2 separate regions of the Rattus norvegicus genome follow, and region 1 is linked to region 2. Evidence: chromatin contacts called from public Hi-C data. All regions are on one chromosome and are shown on one strand. The core of a region is the stretch at or near the end of the contact, and the rest is flanking DNA. Distances in the headings are between cores, read along the strand shown. Region 1 holds the start of Tgif1 (TGFB-induced factor homeobox 1). Region 2 overlaps Dlgap1 (DLG associated protein 1).

Evidence for each region. Hi-C and Micro-C count contacts between places; a contact is called where the count stands out from the background.
Region 1: a Hi-C map of Schwann cells shows a contact between it and region 2, with 2.8 times the contacts expected there. The contact joins the promoter of Tgif1 here to the enhancer-like site in region 2. A contact is called at or near these places in 7 of 12 Hi-C or Micro-C datasets (the A7r5 cell line, Schwann cells, frontal cortex and 3 more) and 1 of 1 datasets of contacts at active chromatin or transcription factors (oligodendrocytes).

The regions. Positions count from the first base shown.
Region 1 is chr9:118,202,538-118,205,735 of GRCr8, reverse strand. It overlaps Tgif1 (TGFB-induced factor homeobox 1), which reads left to right and starts at 1,382. Exons shown (of 3, transcript NM_001015020.1): 1 at 1,382-1,487. The coding sequence starts at 1,430. LOC102555570 (a long non-coding RNA gene) reads right to left here. Exons shown (of 3, transcript XR_005489521.2): 3 at 1-3,198.
Region 2 is chr9:118,104,051-118,107,198 of GRCr8, reverse strand. All of the region lies in intron 7 of Dlgap1 (DLG associated protein 1), which reads right to left. The region is part of intron 2 of LOC102555426 (a long non-coding RNA gene); the gene reads left to right. Among named protein-coding and RNA genes, the nearest start is that of Tgif1, 99 kb to the left of the region's middle. Within about 2 kb of position 1,253, at least 66 of the 93 cell types and tissues checked have an H3K27ac peak or open chromatin away from gene starts, as enhancers often do. A contact at or near this core is called in the A7r5 cell line and Schwann cells, where this site is marked.

The DNA of each region.
Region 1 (3,198 bases), core at 133-2,632, 98 kb before region 2:
TAGTCATACACAAAGCTATAAATGAACGCACTTACCAAATACCTTGGTGGGGCTGAAGTGAGGTAAGTTAGAGAAGCCTGACACACCTATGGCACTTGTAGCCATTGAGGTGGTGGAAGCTGCCTGTCTGCTGAATTTTAAACTGAGAGTCAAAAGAAGGGTAGGCCGATACGGAAGCAGGTGATGGATGGCTAAGAGGGAGAGTTAAGATAGATCAGGATAATCTGACTCTGGATCTGTATCATTCCAACTGTCCCCAACCAGGAGGCCCTAATCAAGCACTCACCCAGCAGAATCAGCTAGGTGTGGCTTTTTCAGGGAACTTCAGCCCACATCACCTAGGTTAAGAAGAGTGACTTCCACTTTAAAAAAAAAAAAAAAAGGAAAGGCGGGCGACTGGGTTGACTTGAAGAAAGTGATCAGTAGTGCCAGCTACTTATTTCTGAAGAAGAGAATTATTCTGATAGTGTTGATAAACTCATCACAAGATGGCCGGGACCAACTCCGGCCCCTTGCAAAGACAATGGTTAGCTCTTGCCTTGAGCAGCTAGAGCTCCTCAGAGCTGAGATGTGACGAGATGATTACAAGTCCCTTGTGCAGTGTTGGAAGCCCAGCAGCCTGCATATTTTATAAATATCTGCCCTCGCTAGGCTTCGAGGGAACGAGATCCAATGACTATGTGAGTCCCACCAGACCCAGCACCTGATGGGAATCATACCTAATCGACCGTCCAGGTGAAACAAACACCTCCCTCAAGCCTTTAACGGACCTGGAGCACTTACTTATTCATCCCGCCTCCTCTCTCAGCCTTCCCAAGTTTGTGCCATTTGAATTTCTGCCCTTTCAGGGTCTGGAGACCGCGAAAACGGATTTGTCTTTTTAACAGCTCTGCTTGTCTTAAGACAAGAAAAGCTGTTAAAACAGAAGAAAAACAACAACAACAACAACAACACACACACACACACACACACACACACACACACACACACACAGAGATAATGGTGAGAAACGGTTATCACCAGGCTGTGAGAGCGCAGAAAAATCGTTCGGTTGCACTTAGACAATTTGATTATGAGGCATAAGCGTTCAGTAAGTAACACGTGGCAACAGCAACTAACCCGAAGTCACTTGAATCAGTTACACCGAGAGGCCCTGACACAGGCAGAACCGAAGCTTGTTTTTCCGCCGTGCAGACAGCGGATTAAAAAAAAATATTGCGGATGTTATGAGCTCGCGCCGGGGAGGAGGGGGGCGGGGGCGTTCCCCTTTTCTGGAGTTGTAAAAGACCCGGCGCACAGTCCTGCGGGAACGCGAAACTCCCAACGAGCTCGGCCTTAGGGGTGGAGTGGGGCTGGGGGAGGGGCACCGTGGGGCTTCAGCTGATCTCAGAACCCGGCCAGCGCGCTCCGGCTTCCCAACTGCCTCGAAATGATTTACACGAGCAGGAGGTGTGCATTGGCGGGGTCCGGCTGGCCTTCGCGTCACGGTGAGTTTTAATTCTGCATTTCCCCTCGCGTCCTGGTTTGAGAGAGGCTTCTTCTACTCTGTACCGGCTCCCGCTCGCCCTGTAAAGTTTGTTTTCAAACGGTAAACCCGGTTTCCACCAGTGCCGCCCGAGAATCGCATTCATTAGCCAGGCTGACTTGGGAGAAAAGAAAAGCTACCTTTGTGTACATAATGAGAGCCACCGCGTGGCCGCGCATAACCGCCGGGAAGGAACGTTTCGGCCTCGTGCTGCCGTGGGTTGGGCTTAGCGGACCCGAGGCGGGTTCCGTGGGGTGGCCCCCCGAAAGCCACAGTCCAAGTTAGCAAACAAAGCGACGAGGCAGTCACCGCCAGGTCCGGACTCGGCTCCTGCCACTCACGCCGTCCAGCTCCTCCTCCCTGCGTCTGTCCTCCCATCTCTCCCGAGTCCCCGGCGGATGTGAGCCACCAATCCCAGCCACAAACACCCCTTCAAACCCCAGAGCGAGGGCCCTCCAACGGGCGCCCGGGCCCTCCGCGGGCCCCCTCCCGCACCACAGGAGTCCCGCACTGGAGCGCAGCAGCTGAGTCATCCCCAGTCAGGTCCGGGAAAGCGCTGCGCCCCGGGCGGCTTGCGGAGGTGCTTGCCAGCCGGTGGGTTCGCCCTGGACACTGCCGTGCAACCGCCGCCTGCGCCGATTCCCGCGTGTGCTCTCTTACCGAGCGAGCGCTCTGCAAACCACAGGATTTGGGGGGAGGGGAGGGTCGTTTTGAGATTCCTGCCTGCTTACTGTGACTCTTCCTCCACTTGGTTCATTTTGGAAAAACCACCCAAGCTTCTTTTTTGACTCGGGGGTTTTAACGCGCTCCTCGGAACGGGTTGTCTTTGGGAAGGGGGCGCGGCGGAGGCTTGCTTTAATTTCCAACGTAATCGTAAACAGGTTCCAAAGTCTAGCGGGTCATCCTGTGGCCGCCTTAGTGTGACTCGGCTTTAACCTTGTTTTCACGGGTCTGTCTCCTCCTGCCGGATCTCCACCGAGGTCACAAAACCAGAACAGCCACAGAGCCGAAACTAGAGACACCGGCGGTGACGTCGCTACAAAGCTTATTTACGTTTGGGGTTTTTCTTCGTTTTTTTCCCCCCCTCTAATGGGGAAAGTCTTCCGTGACATGTGACAGTTGGTTTTCTTTGCATTTTTTTTTTTTAAACAACCGGGCATAGGTAGAATCTAGACCCAGAAGTGCGGGCATGTGCGTCTCGAAGTTGGCCAAAACAGCATCTGGCTTGTATTTGGGGAGGGGGGGATTCTTCGTGGAACTCCCTTTGGAGCGCCCCTCTCAAGCAAAATAAACCAATAGGAACGAGTGTTTATTTAATGGCTAGTTTCTGTTTGAAATACTGAAGGGTGGAGGGGAGTGTCCTCTGGTGGGATATTAGCCCACAAAGTAGACACTGTTTACCGAAACAGATGAGCAGTCCAGGCGTAGTCGTCCATCTTTTTTCTAAAGGCGTGTGGGGGGTGGGGGAGTCGCAGTGGGGCACACACGCACGTTCTGGCCGTCCCCTGGCCGAGACGTTTAAAGAGCATGTGAGTATGACAAGTGTCTATCCACAACGTGTTAGATTTCGAAACTGCCTTGCAATCCAATCCGGAACTCAGAGCTTTAGCCCCGGGGAATAGACATTTGCCCCGGGTGCCTATGTCTGCCCCCCCACACACACACACTCCCAC
Region 2 (3,148 bases), core at 4-2,503:
CTATTGGACCACCAATAGAGGGTGGAGGCTATACAGGGTTTCTTTTATATTTTAATTTTGTTTTGTTTATTTTGAGCCAGTGTTTCACTGTGTAGTGTGTAGCCCTGGCTGGCCTAGACCTCTGTAGACCAGGCTAGTCTTGGAAAGAGATCTGCCTGCCTCTGTTTCCTGAGTGCTGGGGTTAAAAAGCCACCACACCTAGTCTAAAAGTATAGCTTTGGCTGGTCTAGAACTCCTGACCCTCCTACCTCTGCCTCTTCAGCATACCCTCCTGGTGTGCAGTTGGGTTTGATCAGTGTCCTGTCACTGCTTTGGTATAGTTCTGGGGGTCTGTTGGTTCACCAGCACAGGAGACATTCTGTTAGTTTTATCCTAATGAATGGCAGAGGTCCCTGGAGGATCCTTTCACTGTGTTCTTTCCACAGGTTAGGGTGATGTCTAGGTCGCAAATGGTACTGGATGCTGTGTCTTTTGAGATAAGCATTGTATAGTCAAGGCTGTGCTGTCTGAGCCACCTTTTCCCCATTCCCTACCAACAGGCCAACTTCTAAGATAGCTTTTTTTTTTTCAGACAGGAGAGTGGGTCCACAGTAGGTTTTGTTGGACCCATCTGCACAGATCATCTTTGAATGCGTGGCTCAGTGCTCTAGGCTCTAGTTTATACTCAGGCAACCCTGAGATAATTGTTGGCTGCAACCTGCATTGCAGAATACAAGGAGGTGGGGTATATAGCTTGTGGTATACCGCTTGCCCAGCACCCGGGGAGCCCCACCCCCAGCAACAGCCAAAACAGTCTTTTCAAACTGATGTGTGGGTAGACAGATATGTTAGTGAGCTGCCCGGGTGACTGATCAAACACTCGACACACTTATGACACCAAACAAGCCCTGTTCCCACTTCCTGGTGTGGATTATATTCTTGTTTTTAAAATGAACTGTAAAAATGAAAGGCAATAAATTTTTTTCTTTCAGATTTCTATTATCGTAGGTCAGATTTTATTAAATGGTAACTTTGGGCTGATAGCTATTCGGTGAATCGCCTGCTTGCTAACCCGAGTTCAATCCCTGGAACCTACAGGGCAGGAGAGAAACAGCTCCAGCAAAGTGGCTTCTAGCCTTGGTGTGTGCCCTTTCTCAATAAAGAAATGACTGTGAGAAACAAATTCAAAAGGGAGACCATCAACATTGGAAACCTCCTGAGCATTGGTGTTGCAGGGCTTCGTGCCTTGACGCAACAGACTGGAGGCTGACTCTGCTCACCCTTGAAACTGCCCAGTCACTGTGGCTTTCGTTCCAAACAGAAAATACAGGAGAAGGATCTGGAATCAAGGAAAACCCAAGGCGAGTAGGGCTGGTGGGCAGATGTAAATCAGCTACCAATAAACCCTTAGAGAAGAGAACCTTTTTGATGGCAGCTGCCGGAGCTTCAGCCCGTTTGAGTTGCTGATAACCTCATCAAGCCCTCAGATAAAGGCTAGTCTTGTCACCCTGGGCACCTGGCTGAGAGGCAATAAAACGTAGCCTAATCTCCTAAGGGTGGAGTTCGGCCAAGCTTTGCCCGCAGTAATTATAGCTCTAGAATTGCGGTCCTCTTCTGAGAAACCAGGAAGGGGGAAGGGGAGAAGATGGTTTAAGGCAGCGGGAAGTTGTGCCGTTTCTGTTCTTGGATTTAAAAGAGAAAGTGAGCCAATCAAGGAAGAGGGAGTGAGGGAAAAACAGCTAGGGGCTAGGCTCCCTCTCGAGGGGTTAACCAGCGTTCCTAACCGCAGGGTAAAAGGCTCAACTGTTGAGAATAATCCCAGAAACTTTAGGAACCTTCCTTTGTACATGTAAATAGCCGAGTCATTGCCTTGCTAAGCGGAGAAGGAAGAGTGACTCATTGGTCGCTCCTTACTCTGCCGTTGGATGGAGTTTACCGAGAGCAAGAAAACGACTTTAAATCCCAGCTCTGTAAGGGAATTCCTCTTGGGAGGGATGAATGCCGCCCAGACAAAGGAGCCCCCGTTGACATCTCGTTTACAATCTACCCCCAGGACACAGACAAGACCGCCTCCATAAACCCAGCTCAGAAACACCCATTGTTCAACACCCTCCATTAGCAACAAGCTACCGCCACCCCAAGGCTTTGCAAAAGAAAGGATTTGGTTGGAGGAAGCCTGGGACTGGGGAGGCTGTGAAAAGAGACAGGAAAGGCGTCCTTTGAGCCTCCGTTCAAGAGAAGAGTGCCGCAGAATAAACCTCGAGGTGTTTAATCTTTTAGTTTCCTTAAGAAATGCCTGGAAGAGCCCAAGACCAGTGATTGAGAACTCTAAATTGGATGTTAGCTCATTGCAGAAACTTCTGTCAACCGAAGTTACTAAATAGACTGTCTCTGCCTAATGTACATATTCTGAGCCTCGTAAAACCCTATACCACCGCAGCAAAGCACGGCTGAGTTCTTTACTAGACGTTGTTCTGAATAGTCCTCCAACCTACACCTGTACACATTTGTTTTGGTCCCTATCTTAATAAAGCTCAGAAATTCCAGAATACATTTGGATTTACCAAAAATAGAGGTGGGGTTTAAAAACAAAACGAAACGAAACTAAGTCAAGCCAACCGCTCTATCTTTATGCTCCTTGTTTAGCCCCAAACTCATGACTTTTGTGAACCCACTGTTCAAGCCAGAATTCTGGCCACGATCCTTCTGATCCTCCTGTCTCTTAGCTCATTCTAGAGTCATTCTATGTCCTGTTTGTCCCTTTCTGGGTCTCTGGATCTTTCTACTTATCATAGCCATTTCCTACCTCAGGTTTCTACACCTCCAGGTTGTGATTTATTAATGAGTCATGAGATCAGCCGAGTGAGTCATGCAGTTTCACTATTTAGAAAGGAAAATGTTTAAATAGAAATACCAGAGTGCCCTGTGGTCAGGAACGGGGTATTGTTGCATGAATCGTGTTTGTCCGGATCTGTGTACAAAGTAGGGGAGAGGTCAAATGCTTTTGTTTGTCAAAAGTATTTTCTAATTGGGCATCCTGGATGATCAGTTAATTGTCCCTGCGTTCAAACTGTTGTACATACTCGGAGACACGGTGAAAATGTGGAACACCCAGCTTGTCACCCTGGCTTGCATATGGTATCCCATCTAGGGCTGCGGGAACTCCCAC